3 separate regions of the Mus musculus genome follow, and all the other regions are linked to region 1. A link is a contact called in public HiChIP or PLAC-seq and promoter capture Hi-C data. All regions are on one chromosome and are shown on one strand. The core of a region is the stretch at or near the end of the contact, and the rest is flanking DNA. Distances in the headings are between cores, read along the strand shown. Region 1 holds the start of Hpn (hepsin). Region 2 holds the start of Cox6b1 (cytochrome c oxidase, subunit 6B1). Region 3 holds the start of Rbm42 (RNA binding motif protein 42).

Region 1 (4,861 bases), core at 1,167-3,666:
TGCTGCTGCTACGGAGGCTGCTGCACAAGAGAACGCGTGAGTGGGGCTGGTAGGGAGGGCTGGGGCCATTTAGGTGCCATCTGTCGTTCAGAGTATCTGTGTCAGAGGCAAATAGTGTAGTTGCTCGCAGATGAGGAAAACGGAAACCCAGAGAACAAGAGGGTGGCACTGCTGCCAGGCAGCAAAGCCGCAACTCGAACCCAAGCCTTCTGGTTGGCAGAGTTACAGCTTGTCGGTCCTGGGCCTCCACAGATTCCTGAATGTCCCATAGGTACCCTGTAGTTAGAGGCCTCTCATTCAGACTCGGGGCGGGGGGGGGGGAGCCCAGTCCACAGCCCTCTCTAATCTCGGGGGCCCGGGGGCCTAAGGCAGGGACTCTAGTCTATCCCATTCTATTCAGGGTTGGGCCCGGAGGGTCACTGTCTGCCTTTCCTTCCCTTGCACAGCTCAGAATACCTGGCCATTACATCCGAGAGCAAAGAAAACTGTACAGGCGTCCAGGTGGCTGAATAGCGCTGGTAAGGTTGATGGACCGACGGGTCTGCGCATCGCCAGCCAGGAGGGCTCAGGGACACACTCTTAAGTCTCCACTTCTTACCCTGCAGGCTCTGGGCTCCGCCTCATGGAAGAGCCAGCCCCTACGGGTACCCTCCCGCCCTGCAGTGGGGATCAGCCCCTGGTGGGTACCCTCCCCCGGCAGTGGGGATCAGCCCTTCGGTCTCCCCAGCCTCACAGTTCTGCAGTGGAGCCACGAGGGTGGGAGCGGGCAGGGACTGATCCCACCTCACCCACCGCCTCCCACCTACCCTCCCACCGCCATGCATGATGGGTGAAGCAATATGGCCGCCCCACCCTGCTTTTGCTGCCTGTTTGGGGGAGGGGGCGGTGAGGCGAGGGGGCAGGCCCCGCCCCTTCTTTTTGCTGATTTGCACATAGGCCACTTCCCACACGCACTGCCAGGCCAGCCGGCCCCACCCCTGCTTGATGGGGTCAAGAGGGGTCGGGACAGGGACAGTAGTGGGCAGGAGGTTCTGGGCCTCATCTCCCCTCCGCTTCCTCCGGCTGGACCTGGGGTTCCCTTCCTGTGACACCTCCTAGCCCTGGCCCACCCGCCCTCTCTCACCAGCCTTCAATTGTGGTCTCTTGGGAAGGGCCTCTTCGGCCTCCTCTCTTTACAGAAGTAGTTTTTGTTCATGAAATAAAGATTCTTGGACTCGAGTCTCTATTCTCTCATTAACACTCTCAGCCTCCCACTACATCCTTCAGCCCTGACCACTGGGCCTCGTGATGAAACATGTTTCTTGGGAATCTTCATTCCCAGCAAGCAGCAACTACTCTGCCACATTTAGGGTGCCACCCGGAGCTGTTGAAGTGGCTTCGAGCTTAGTTAATGCTGGGACTCTGAGAGTCATTATTTCATGGAGTAAGACGCAGGACAGAGGTGGCTTTGGAATCCTCAGGACAGACAACTGTATGTCAGGGTTTTGTAGGTCTTGCTATACTCTGAAAACTGAGAGTAAAAGTTTGGGGGGGGGGGGGTGGAAGGGCAATACACTAAGACAGAGCAAGGATGGATGGAGTCAGAGAGAAAGAGATAGGAGCAGAGACGGAAGTAAGCAGGAGACCAAAGAGGAAGAGAAGAGCCAGGATCATTGGCCAGGCAGAACCAGTGTGACCCCGCCTGAGAGAGGCTTCAGGTCCGTGGCTGGAAGAGGTACAGGGACCAGCAGAGAGGGCAAGCCGGTAGCCTGCTGTGTGCGGACAGCTGTCGTGACTCAGATGCCAGCGGGGCCACACGCGGGTGTAGATGGCCTTCTGGGCTGTTTATCTGGCTCAGGTCTGGGGTCTGACACTAGTGGCCCTTGGCTTCTGGTGGGACCGGATGCACTTGCGTCTAGCTGCTTCCGGCTACTTGGCTGCGGCCTGGGCCTGGGCAACCAGTGCTGCGTTTTCAGGGCCGAGCCCCCATCCCCCTATCAGGACTTTCCGGGCTCCAGAGGTCACTGGGCAGGCAGCACAGCGGCTGCCAAAACAAACCACCCCCGTGACTTGTAGGAAAGTGGCTGGGGGAAGGGCTGGGCCCCGCTAGGGACAGGAAGGGTTAGAGGCCCATAGCTGTATGAACTGGATCAGTGGAGGGCAGGGGACTGGCATGGAAGAAAAATCGAATGAAGGACCACATTGCTACAAGCATGGTGGACCGGGGACAGTCAGAACTTTCCACCTCATTCCTCCAGTTTGGAATCTTAGCCTTAGGGCCTCTGAGCGCCCCCAAGTTTGTCACAGACACACCTGAGTCCCAGTGGACGTGGGAGGCCTGGCTGGTAACTGAGCCTGCCTGGTCCAACCCCTGCGGGCCCCGCCCCATGAGCCAGGTGGCCTCTGTGGCAGCCTGTCCTGGGGTCCGCCCTTCCCCGCCCCGTCCCCGCCTCCCACCCAGCCCCCTCCTCCTCAGGTGAGGCCGCAGGCTCGGCAGGCCCCACGCTGCTGGCTGCTGCTGCCACCCTTGCCTTCCGGGCTGTCCGCTGCTGTGGGGACAGACACCATGCCCCTGCCCAGGCCCGGAGACTAACCCCAAACCTGCACCATCTCCGGCGAACCCCAGGGTAAGGCACAGAATGCGAAGCCCCTCATCCCCCACCAGTCTGATGTTCAGCAGCCCGTGTAAGAGATCCCAGAAACCCCCAGACTACTCCAGCCTGCTTTCACTGCTAACTCAGAAATCTGAGGACTCCCCCAAGTTCTCCTCCCTCAAAACCCTCAAGTCCCCTGGAAGTTCAACCTCGCCCGCCCGGTGTTCTGACCTGCCACTCCAGGTGTCCCCCTGGTGGCTGGTCACACATTGTCATTATTGACCCCCGGCCCAACCTCTGTCTTTGCATGCTCTGGCCCCAGCCCACGGTCGGCTGCTCCCTGGATGGGAGCCTGGGACTGGGGGCGCCAGGATAGAGCCAGGCCAGGCTCCCCCAGGCCATGCCTCCTTGTTCCTGTCCCTAGGTTCCGCCCCAGCCCAACAGGTCAACCTGGGAATCATTAACAAGAGTCCCTGACATGGCGAAGGAGGGTGAGTCCCCCGTCCCTGAACCCCAGCTTCAGCCCTACCTGGCACCCCTCTTCTGTTTCGTCTCCCAGCCTGTACTCAGGTCTTGGTGTCCTGTCAGACTCAAGACCACCCGCTCAAAATCCTCGTCTATCTGATTAACTATTAACTGGCCCTTCTGTGTGGCTGTACCTCCCCGCTACCCCATATGACCTTACTAGTGCCTTGCCTCAGTTTCCCCTTAGGTCTCAGGGATTTCTCAGCTAACCAACAACATGTCATCTTCTGGGGGCTGAGGTGGGGGCTGCTGCTGTTGCCATCTCTGTTAAGGGTGTAGAGCTAGTCAGGTTGTTTCTGCTGTCTTTTACTGTGTGATCCTGGGTAGGTAACTTCACGTCTCTGGGCTTCAGTCCACCTTTCCTTGCAGTCAAGTATGGATGGATACTAATATTCCCTCCATGAGGTGTTTGGGATCATGGAACACACAGGCAACAGCTTGGGCCTTGGGGCATGAAATACGTGTTGTAACCCAGAGGTGTTCTGATTCAGGTCAGTCACTATGGAAGCCCAAGAACCAAGGACCCAAGACCCCTCCAAATCCAGGCATATAGTCCTTCATGTCAGGGACTCTTGGCTTTGTGGGCAAAAGAGCAGAAGGGGGACTTTGGACTTGACCTGGACGGATAGAGGAGAGAGACAGAAAAACCACCCCAGGCGTGACCGAGACAGCAGCTCACACTCCTTCCCTACCTTGTCCGTACATGGGGACCAAATGGCTAATCAGGGGCAGTCCCCACCGCACTCTCTGCCACCACCATCCTTGACTGCCCTCTAAGAGTCAGGCTAGCTGATTTCAGTCCTGGGCACTTTCTAGCTGTGTGGCCTTGGACATGGCATCCTGTCTAATCATCTGTTTTCTTTGTTAAGTGGAGATGGTCACTATGCGGGGTGGGGGATGGGGGGAACTCAGTGGGAAGCAGTGAAGGTATGGGCCCAGGGATAAGCACCGGTGTCTAGGCTCCTAGAATTCAGTGTCTGCTTATAACAACTCAAACTCTAGAGATGAGCTGTGGGCCTCTGTGAACCAGGCTCCCCTCACCTTGTGCTAAGTGGTCATCAGGTGATGGGCAGAGCCTGATCCCTTTGGGACAGTTTTTATTTTCCTGTGGAGTTGATGATTGACAAGAGATATCAGGGCTGGGGTCTATGAGACAGGGAAGGGAAGGAGTATCTGGATGGAGAATGATGAAGAAGACACAGAGCATGGTCCCTGCATCCCTAGGCAGCTCTCTGTGCTGGGTGAGGGCAGCCCTGGGAAAGGTGACGGGCTGGAGATGACAGCTCCATTCTCATCAACTGTGGCATGGATTGAAGGGATTCAAAGGACAGTAAAGTGGGTGGTGTGAGAGCCCAAGAGCCTCTGCAGCAGCTGCTGATGGTGTTTGTGAGACCATGATGGGCATGGAAGTGTGCAACACTCTGGGCTCCCTGTACTGCTGCTGGGGTCCTGGAATTAGAAGGAGTGATCAGGGAGGAAGGAGAGAGGGAAGAGGGAGGAAGGAGGCCATGCCAGGCAGGGGAAGATGGAGCAGGGTGCTCAGGGTAGGTGTTTGATGGAGATGGTGCCTGTGGCTGACCCACCTCAGAAGTGTCCTTGGCAGAGTGGGGTCTCTCCACAAGGTAGTACTAGAGGTTCCTCTAAACCTTGTTCTTTTTCTTTTACTCCTGAAATTATGAGGATCAAAGCCAGGCCCATATACATGCTAGGCAAGAGCCCTACCACTGAGCCATGCCCCCAGCCCCTCACTGGAGGATTCTATG
Region 2 (4,861 bases), core at 1,460-3,959, 490 kb after region 1:
CTTAAGGACCAGCTAAAACTAGGGTGCCTGAGCTGCTGGGAGCAAGGAAATGGGAGGTGAGAGTCATTTGTAAGGACTGTAGTTTTAGACTAGTTATGCCAGAAGCTGAGGAATGAGTTCCGGCTGAGTGGGAATAACCGAAGTGGTAAAGGCATCCTTCGGGCAGAGGGTGCACAGTGTGGAGCAGCAGGGAGCCTGAGATGCAGGAAATGGACCTACTATAATAATCCAGGCTGAAGGACCTGAAGTGCATCCAGTGAAGGAGGATTCTGGAAGTGTTTTAAAGCCAGAAACACACTGGATTGTTTGATAGGTCTGGCAAACTATATGAACATTTTCAAAAATTCCATGATAAGAATGGTGGCACACGCCTTTAATCCCAGCACTTGGGAGGCAGAGGCAGGTGGATTTCTGAGTTCGAGGCCAGCCTGGTCTACAGAGTGAGTTCCAGGACAGCCAGAGCTACACAGAGAAACCCTGTCTTGAAAAACTAAAAAAGAAAAGAAAGAAAGAAAAAAAAAAGAATGATACTGTAGCCACTTTCCCCATGGATCTCTTTCCATCAGACCCAAGGTTGAATTCCTAAAGTTTCCTCCAATCAGTACAGGTCTCTCGGCTGCCTGGATGTGTGAACAGTGATCTCTGGGGATTGAGAATAGTAACGAGCAGGCAGTGGTGTCTGCTACAGTGATGGATGAGACTGTAGGAGAGACCACTTCATTTTTCACCTTCTAACAACGCTCTTAGGACCTAAGAAGGCAAGGTCTTTGTGTTTTTTTCAGCAGTGCCTTAAAAAAAAAAGATTTATTTATTTATTTTATGTATATGAATACACTGTATCTGTTCAGATGGTTATGAGCCTTCATGTGGTTGCTGGAAACTGAATTTTTTTTTTTTTTTTTTTTGCTCACTCTGTCAATTCTGCTCACTCAGTCCCTGCTTGCTCCGGCCCAAAGATTTATTTATTATTATACATAAGTACACTGTAGCTGACTTCAGATATACCAGAAGAGGGCGTCAGATCTCATTAAGGGTGGTTGTGAGCCACCATGTGGTTGTTGGGATTTGAACTCAGGACCTTAGGAAGAGCAGTCAGTGCTCTTACCCACTGAGCTATCTCGCCAGCCCCCCACCCCTTTTTTAAAACAGGGTTTCTCTGTGTAGCCCTAGCTGTCCTGGAACTCATTCTGTAAACCAGGCTGCCCTCAAACTCAGAGATTCTCCTGCCTCTACTTCCCAAATGCTGGCATTAAAGGCGTGCACCACCACTGTCCAGCTAGCTATCTTATGAACTGAATTATGTCAATCCAGAATACAGGTTTTGTGTGTAAAAATTCACTCTAAAAAGGGCTTGGTGCTACACCAAGATCCCAAACACCTAGTGTAATCACTGGAGACCTAATAAAAACTTTCTATTAACTTAAACCCATGTCAGCACTTTAATCCCAGCACTCGGGGAGGCAGAGGCAGGCAGATAAAAATTCGAGGCCAGCCTGGCCTACAGAGTGAGTTCTAGGACACCCATAGATAGATAGATGAGTTTCCAGGGCTACACAGAGAACCCCTATGTGGATGGCTACTCTCAATTATCAACTTGACTATATATAGAATGAACTATAATCCAGAAACATAGGGAACACCTGTAATCCGGACTTGAGGCAGGAAGACAACATGCCTGTAATCTGGACCTTAAGGCTGGAAGACACAGGCTTTTGATCCAGACCTCTAGGAGGAATGACTCCTACAGGTCTTGAAGCACACTTTTATTCTGGGCCATATCTTCTGCTGGAGGCCTATATAAGGACAATGGAAGAAGGGACAGGTACTTGCTTTGCCAGTACTTCCTTTGGAGCCTACTTCTTCTGGATTCCAGTTTATGCAGAAAAGCAGCAGAAACAGCAACCCTCAAGGATCAGAGCAATTCACCACATTGCTTCCAATTATGATGATAATGGACGAAACTTGAAACTGTAAGCCAGCCCTTAATTGTTTTCCTTTATAAGAGTTGCCATAAACCGGGCGTGGTGGCCCATGCCTTTAATTCCAGCACTAGTTAGGCAGAGGCAGGCGGATTTCTGAGTCTACAAAGTGAGTTCCAGGACAGCCTGGTCTACAAAGTGAGTTCCAGGACAGCCAGGGCTATACAGAGAAACCCTGTCTCGAAAAACAAACAAACAAACAAACAAACAAACAAACAAAGAGTTGCCGTAGACATGATGTCTCTTCACTGCAATAAAACACAAACTAAGATTGTCTATCCCGAAAACCCAAATAAATAAATATAAATAACTTTCGAATCAAGGCACAGGGGTAAACGCTTGTTATCCTAACACCTAGTAATCTGTGATCAAAATTTCGAGGCCAGTCTGAGATATACAGCGAAGTCCTATTTCAAAACACAGATTATCTGTGACACTTTTCCATTCCCACTCTGAAGACAGTCTTATGCTTTTCCCTCTGGGAAGGACAGGCAGGTGATAATAACCCATAATTGAACGTCAGGTGCCTTTTAAGAGCAAAGTAAAATCTCGATTGGCCCAGCAACAATAATAAGCAGAAATTTAGCTCAATAGGAGGTCGGGCTTCTTCGGAAGTGGGCGTGGCCAAAGCGGTTTCTGGGCACGCCTCCCGAGGCCAATCTAGCAGCCCGGAGGACTCAGCTCGGCTCCTCCTCTCGCAGCTTCCGGCCAGTCGGAATTCCGCTTCCCGTCTGACATTGGCGTCTTTGCTAAGGGTCACATTGAAGTAACGCTACTCCGGGACAATCTTTAGGTGAGTGTGAAGGGTCGGGATCCTGGGGGAACCTTGTCCGTTGCAGAGAAGCGCCCCGGGGCTTCCCTGACGCCAAGCAGAAACTTCCGGCGGCCACGGGTCCGGTGTCCTGGAGCTAACCATTATAGCCGCCTTTCTTCATGATGGCTAGGTCGCTTTCTAAGCAGTCCCTATTACTCCATCCTTCAGCCCTACAAGTCCCCTTTGATAGCGTTGGGGCTGGAGTGTGAAGCGCCTTACCCGTGGCTATAAGGCAATTCGGATTTAGACCCAGTAAATTGGACTGTGGAGCTTTTAGTTGCGAGTTCACAGGCGTGGCCACCCGCGTTCCAAGGCCGAAGCCTGTCGCCTTGACTCGTGTCTTTCCCCTCAGCGTCATCTTTGATCAACTCTCAAAACTCGAGATATTGTCCAAAATTACTTCCGACACTGAGTCTTTTAAATCCCCCGTGCCCACCTTGCCTCCTTCAATGAACCTGCCCAAATACCCCACTTGTTTGGACTACTTCAGTTGACACTGGCACCTCTGTGGTGTCAAGGTCCCCCAGATGCTCTAGAGACAGTTTCTCTCAGGTCTGTTGATATTGACTATGTCATCTCTTCAGACATATCAAAGCTGAGAGAAGTCGATAAAACTCAAGGAGCTAAAGTATTTGAATGATTGGGGGGGGGGCGGTTTGCGTGGGGTTCTAATCGAATTCCAGTATTTACTTCCATTAGGAATGGAGGCAGCAACGTCAATAGATTTGGTAGCCTGGGCCATTGTCAGCAGGCAAAATCACAGATACCTGACACATGCCAGTTACAAGAGTCACAAATCTTCAGTCATGGTTACCTCCAGTTGTACTTTACTTGTTAAGTCCTTTGAGCTTTTTTTTTTTTTTTTTTTTGGAGCGGGGTGGGGGGGGACACATCTTAGGCAATCCCACAATGCATTTAGGCATATTCTGAGCAAAGTTTGAGTTCATTGGACCTCAGATGAGTGTGTGACGCCAGAAAACTAGCCGGTGACACCAGAAAATCCTTGCAGTGTTTTTGCTGGTGATGGATGAAGCATTATCACTGGGTGCTGTGTGACCTTGGAAAGTCATTTAGACACCCTGTCCCTTGTGTAGACAACAGAGGTAGCAATATCTTTTAGAGTGGCCATGGGGTAGGTATGTATAGAGTACACATAGTATGTGCTGTGCACACAGTGAGCGTTAACTGGAATTTAAGGATGAAGATTGGTTTTGCCAAGGAGACCTCTGTCCAACCCTACTGTGGCTTCTGTACTCAGATATATGGGTTTTCCCTGCCCTTCATCTTTCTGTGTTTGTGAAGAAGGGGGAGATAATGGTTTATTCACATTCAGCCTGTTATTCTGCTCTGGCCTGACATCCCCACACCCAGCACCTCCAGAATGGTTGCCAACATTCCCACTCTGTTTGCATCCAGGAGTCAGGATGGCTGAAGACATCAAGACTAAAATCAAGAACTACAAAACTGCCCCCTTTGACAGCCGCTTCCCCAACCAGAACCAGACTAAGAACTGTTGGCAGAACTACCTGGGTAAGCAGAGTACCATAGTGGGCCTGCCTGGGTCTCCCATGTACCTCCAACCTCAGAAAGGAAGTTGGGGAGCAGGGACATGTGCGTTCCAGCCTGGTTTCCTTCACTCTGGACGTACCCTCTGGAGGGCCCGACCCCTCAAACTAGCTCTCCAGGTCATAAACTTTGGTCTCAACAATAAATTTTTTGAAGAATATAATTATACATGTATATATGAATTACATATACATCTTATGTGTGTGCCACATACACACACAACATACAAGTAAATACAGTATGTAAACAGTTGATTCAGGGGCTGGTGAGATGGCTCAGCAGGTAAGAGCACTGACTGCTCTTCCGAAGGTCCTGAGTTCAAATCCCAGCAACCACATGGTGGCTTAACAGCCACCCGTAATGATATCTGACGCCCTCTTCTGGTGCATCTGAGGACAGCTACAGTGTACTTGATATATTAATAAATAAATCTTTAAAAAAAAAGTTGATTCAGACATAGTCACAATCCATGGATAAAAATGAATATTGCCAGTACTCTGCT
Region 3 (4,861 bases), core at 729-3,228, 470 kb after region 1:
AATGTCAAAGCAGTCTGCAGATCCCCAATTCCTTTTTCATCTTTGTTGACTGCCACAAACTTCTTTCTCATGGGTTGGATCCACTCCCTGTTAGCAGCTTTCCTCAGCATATATCCCACAGCTCTGGCATCTTGAATGTCTTGGGATCTCCAACGCAACTTCAGTGTTACAGCTTCTTGTTCCAGTGTCTGGGATCCACACATGATCTGGGCTCCTCCAAAAGGCTTGAGTCACATCTCCAGCTCTCCCCTCTGTAGCACTCTAGGCTCTGGTTGACTCCACTCCACTGCCACTGCCATTCTTGATAATCATCTCACAGTAATGGCATCTCCAATACACTGGGGTCTTTGACTGCAACTAGGCTTCATTCATAGGCTCTCTTCATGGTGCTGAGCCAAGTCCTGCTGCAACAAGAGGTACAACCTTGGCTGTCTCTGGAACACAGCTTCTTTGTGCCCTCAGAAAAATACTTCCCAGAAGATTTCACCTCACTGATGCTGGTCTTTTATATATATATGTACATATATATATATGATTTATTTATTTTATGTGTATGAGTGCATAATAGCTGTCTTCAGATCCGGGTGGTGGTGGCGCACGCCTTTAATCCCAGAACTTGGGAGGCAGAGGCCAGCCTGGTCTACAAAGTGAGTTCCAGGACAGCCAGGGCTACACAGAGAAACCCTGTCTCAAAAAACCAAAAGAAAAAAAAAAAAAAAAACTGTCTTCAGACACACCAGAAGAGGGCATTAGATCCCATTACAGATGGTTGGGAGTCACCATGTGGTTGCTGAGAATTGAACCCAGGTCCTCTGGAAGAGCATCTGGTACTCTTAACCGCTGAGCCATCTCTACAGCCCCAGATGCTGGTCTCTTTTGTTTGTTTGTTTGTTTGTTTTTTTCCAAGACAGGGTTTCTCTGTGTAGCCCTGGCTGTCCTGGAACTCACTCTGTAGACCAGGCTGGCCTCGAACTCAGAAATCCACCTGCCTCTGCCTCCCGAGTGCTGGGATTAAAGGCGTGCGCCACCACACCCGGCTCAGCTGGTCTCTTCTTAATCACCGCTAATTTCTTAGCTCCAGCTAACCAGCATCAATTGTCCCAGTAGTCTCTTCTCTTTTTCACTCTAAAGCCAGAGCCACATGCTGGAACATCACCCCACCCCCAACCCCATTCTATTACCAGCTTTCTGTTTTCCACCTCCCTCATTGCCTAAGCTTGGCTGTCCTGGAACTTGCTCTGTAGATTGACCTTAAATCCAGAGATCTGCATGGCTATCTCCTAAATTATGGGATTAAAGACATGTACCTCCACACTTCTCTCTAGATATCTCTAGTATAAAAGCCAATATTTGGGGGGCTGGAGAGATGGCTCAGCAGTTAAGAGCACTGACTGCTCTTCCAGAGGTCCTGAGTTCAATTCCCAGCAACAACATGGTGGCTTACAACCATCTGTAATGGGATCTGACACCCTCTTCTGGTGTGTCTGACAGCTACAGTGTAGTTAGATATAATAATAAATAAATCTTTTTTAAAAGCCAATATTTTGTTCTGTATCCATAATCCCAGCACTTGAAAGCCTATGTCAACCTAGGAAGTTCCATACCTGGGCTCAAAACCAAACCAAACCCCAAAATGAAAAAAAGAAAACCATGGAGGTAGTCAGTAAAATTAAATTTTATTCAAAAAAAGAATAATGAACTGACCCCTGGCAGTGTATCTGTCCACCGAGTGCAAAAGACTCCTACCCTGGCTTTGCAGTGTTTACAAACTTCTGGAAGGACCTCCGAACTTCCGTGCCTCCTCAAAGTTCCGGCTTCCACAGCGGGGTGGGTCAAAGTGACGTTGCTTCGCTCTCATTCGCCCACCTTTCTCTACGAGGGCGGGGCCTATCCGTACAGCCGCGTCTGTCAGATTAGAGGCCCTTCCGGGGCCCTGACTTTCCGACACTCTAATTGGCTTTTGCTCGCTCTGGGGGTGTGGCCAAGTCTCAGCCCCTGTTCTTAAACTACGTCCTCACGCAGCGCATCCGTCGCGGTAGTCCATACGTCATCGGCCGGCTCCCACCCTGAGACGACAGGGACTCGACCGTAGAACCCGCTGCGGCTGCTGGAAGGAGCGGTGAAGGCTATGGCATCAGCGATGGCCGGAGCAGGGCCGGCTCCGGGACTCCCGGTGGCGGGAGGGCCGGTGGTCCCGGGGCCTGGTGTCGGCATCCCGGGCAAGAGCGGCGAGGAACGCTTGAAAGAAATGGAGGCGGAGATGGCCCTGTAAGGCCCTGAGTAGGAGAAATAAAAGCTGTTCCCGGGCAAACCCAATTAACCCTGTAGCCTCCAGGTCTTCAGAAGGTTGAGATGTGGTTCCATAAGGGGCCGTGGGACCCGAGGGATGCGGGGAGGCATTAGCTGGGATGAAGGCGCGGTGGAGAAGTACCCAGCACCTCAGGCTTGGTGAGACCTGACCTATGGTATCTGTCCCGCTCCCCCAGGTTTGAGCAAGAAGTATTGGGAGCTCCGGTGACCGGAATCCCAACTGCTGTGCCTGCGGTGCCCACGGTAGAAGCGATGCAGGTCCCCCCAGCTCCTGTGATCCGCCCAATTATCGCCACCAACACATACCAACAGGTAAGGTGAGAGCTACAGCTTGAGTCGGGAGAACAGAATGGTTTGGTCCCAATAAGGGCTTATCTATGGACAGCGATTGATGTTTTGGCTGGCATGACCACTTAAGTGCCAGGGACTCAGGATGCAAGACAGTATATTTAATCCATTGGAAACTAATATTCTACAGTGCCTGTCCGGTAGAACTTTCTGCAGTGTTAGATTATTCTATATAAACATCTCTTGAGCCAGGCATGGTGGCGCACACCTTTAATCCCAGCACTCGGGAGGCAGAGGCAGGTGGATTTCTGAGTTCGAGGCCAGTCTGGTCTACAGAGTGAGTTCCAGGACAGCCAGGGCTATACAGAGAAACCCTGTCTCGAAAAACAAACAAAAAAAAAAATCTCTTGAAAGTTTTTATTCACAGATTTGGGGTGTAGTTCAGTGGTAGAGCACTTAGCCTGGCAGAGTCCTATTTTCTAAGCCCACTACCACCACAAAAAAACCAAAACAATATTAAAATGTATATCTGTGTTGTCATTCCCAAGACTCATGGATAATATTCCAGGTGCTTAATAGTCAGCTGTAAGAAAGAAGCCGAGGAAAGAAGGAAACAGGGGGGAACTATTTAGAGGAACACCAGCAGAGAAAACGTGTTTATTCTGTTCACAGTTATTAGGTGGGCTGGGATGCAGCTTAGTAATAATCTCATGCCTGGCATGTCAAAGCCGTGGGTTCAATCCCTTGCATTGTGGAGGGAACAAAAAAGATCAAAGGCACTCTTGTGCCTTCTCAGCACTAGGCACTGTTCTAAGCAAGGGGTGTATAGGAGAAAACAAAACAGAAAAGTTCCCGTTGTTTCTTTGACCTTACAAAGTGGTAAGAGTTTTATTAGCAGTCAGGGAAGGCCTTTTTGATCTGGTATTAGTAAAGCAAAGATATAAATGAGATGACTGAACCATGCAGATGTCTGGAGTGATGTTATCCCAGGCAAAAAGTTGTCCATGCAAAGACTGAGACAGCATTGTCTTGTTCATGCAACAGCAGAGAGGTCAGTGGCTAGAGAGGAGCAAACAAAAGGGAAAATGGAGAAGATTAAAACAGTGATGGAAGCTAGATCTAGCAGGGTCTTCTGAGCCACTTTAAGATGAAATGAGGAACTACTAGAGAATTCTAAGGTGGGTGGTAATGGTCCAACTTATAGGTTAAGCATGTAGCTTTGGCTGTCTTGATAATATACTAGAGAGAGCAAGGGTGAGTTCAAGGAGATGGAGAAAGAGGCTAATAATCTAGGTAAGGTAGAGGTAGACAACAGGGAGAACAGGTCGAACATTAGTTAAGATAGTGTGGGGTCTGCAGCCTCACTCTGAACATACCTGCTCTCAGAAATCACAGGGCCCTGGTTAGTCCTTGGATGGGAGATAGTGCTGTAGGGAACTGAGTCAGAAAAGTTGATCCTGGGAGATATTAATAATAAAAGCTTAAGCTATTAAGTGGTGGTGGCACATGCCTTTAATCCCAGCACTTGGAAGTCAGAGGCAGATCTTTGTGAGTCTGAGGTCAGCCTGATCTACAGATGGAGTCACAGGACAGCCAGGGTTACACAGAGAAACCCTGTCTTGAAAAACAAACAAAAACAACAAAAATAGCTTTATTTAGTATGGCGACAGAAGCCCCAGTGAAGAGACCTTGTAGCAGACTCTGACTGGTCACCAGACCCATAAAATAAAGGGTAAAAGTATTAACCTGCCAGGGGAGCCAGCATCTCTGAGCCACAACTCCTCCCCAATAGGTCCAACAGACTCTGGAGGCCAGGGCAGCTGCTGCAGCCACAGTTGTTCCTCCCATGGTGGGAGGCCCTCCTTTTGTGGGCCCAGGTAAGTGACAAAATGAGGGGTCCTGTTTCAGGCAGGGTGGTAAAAGGGGGTGCCCAAAGGTTGCCTCCCACCATCCTCATCTCTTCCTCCCCACAGTTGGCTTTGGCCCTGCCGATCGTGGTCACCTGGACAGTCCTGAGGCTCGAGAGGCCATGTTCCTGAGGCGAGCAGGTAGGTTGGGGACCAAGACCTCACTTTTGGCCAGGCACACTTGTCTGGGTTCAAGAACTCTGGCTCTGCCCTGCTGCAGATCCCTATCTCCATCCTGATACTGTCTTCACTCAGTACATCCCTGACCATGTCCTTCCGTACGGTCTCAAGTCACGTCACGGTACTCAGTCGGATGCTCTCAGATCTAGTCTAGTTAGTCCTGCACTTGTCGTTGC

The links. HiChIP or PLAC-seq counts read pairs in DNA pulled down with a chosen protein or histone mark. Capture Hi-C pulls out chosen DNA fragments and counts their contacts.
Region 2: an H3K27ac HiChIP or PLAC-seq map of microglia shows a contact between it and region 1, with 6 times the contacts expected there. The contact joins the promoter of Cox6b1 here to the promoter of Hpn in region 1. A contact is called at or near these places in 1 of 39 promoter capture datasets (cranial neural crest), 1 of 115 datasets of contacts at active chromatin or transcription factors (microglia) and 2 of 9 other capture datasets (adipose tissue and liver).
Region 3: a contact with region 1 is called in a promoter capture Hi-C map of liver. The contact joins the promoter of Rbm42 here to the promoter of Hpn in region 1. A contact is called at or near these places in 2 of 39 promoter capture datasets (the 3T3-L1 cell line and neural stem cells) and 2 of 9 other capture datasets (adipose tissue and liver).

What each region holds. Positions count from the first base shown.
Region 1 is chr7:31,112,881-31,117,741 of GRCm38.p6, reverse strand. Hpn (hepsin) reads left to right here and starts at 2,416. Exons shown (of 14, transcript NM_001110252.2): 1 at 2,416-2,606; 2 at 2,998-3,064. The coding sequence starts at 3,052. It overlaps Scn1b (sodium channel, voltage-gated, type I, beta), which reads left to right. Exons shown (of 6, transcript NM_011322.3): 4 at 1-36; 5 at 447-518; 6 at 606-1,218. The coding sequence ends at 513.
Region 2 is chr7:30,623,962-30,628,822 of GRCm38.p6, reverse strand. Cox6b1 (cytochrome c oxidase, subunit 6B1) reads left to right here and starts at 2,709. Exons shown (of 4, transcript NM_025628.3): 1 at 2,709-2,772; 2 at 4,210-4,323. The coding sequence starts at 4,218.
Region 3 is chr7:30,647,345-30,652,205 of GRCm38.p6, reverse strand. It overlaps Rbm42 (RNA binding motif protein 42), which reads left to right and starts at 1,978. Exons shown (of 10, transcript NM_133693.2): 1 at 1,978-2,268; 2 at 2,487-2,622; 3 at 4,391-4,475; 4 at 4,572-4,646. The coding sequence starts at 2,129.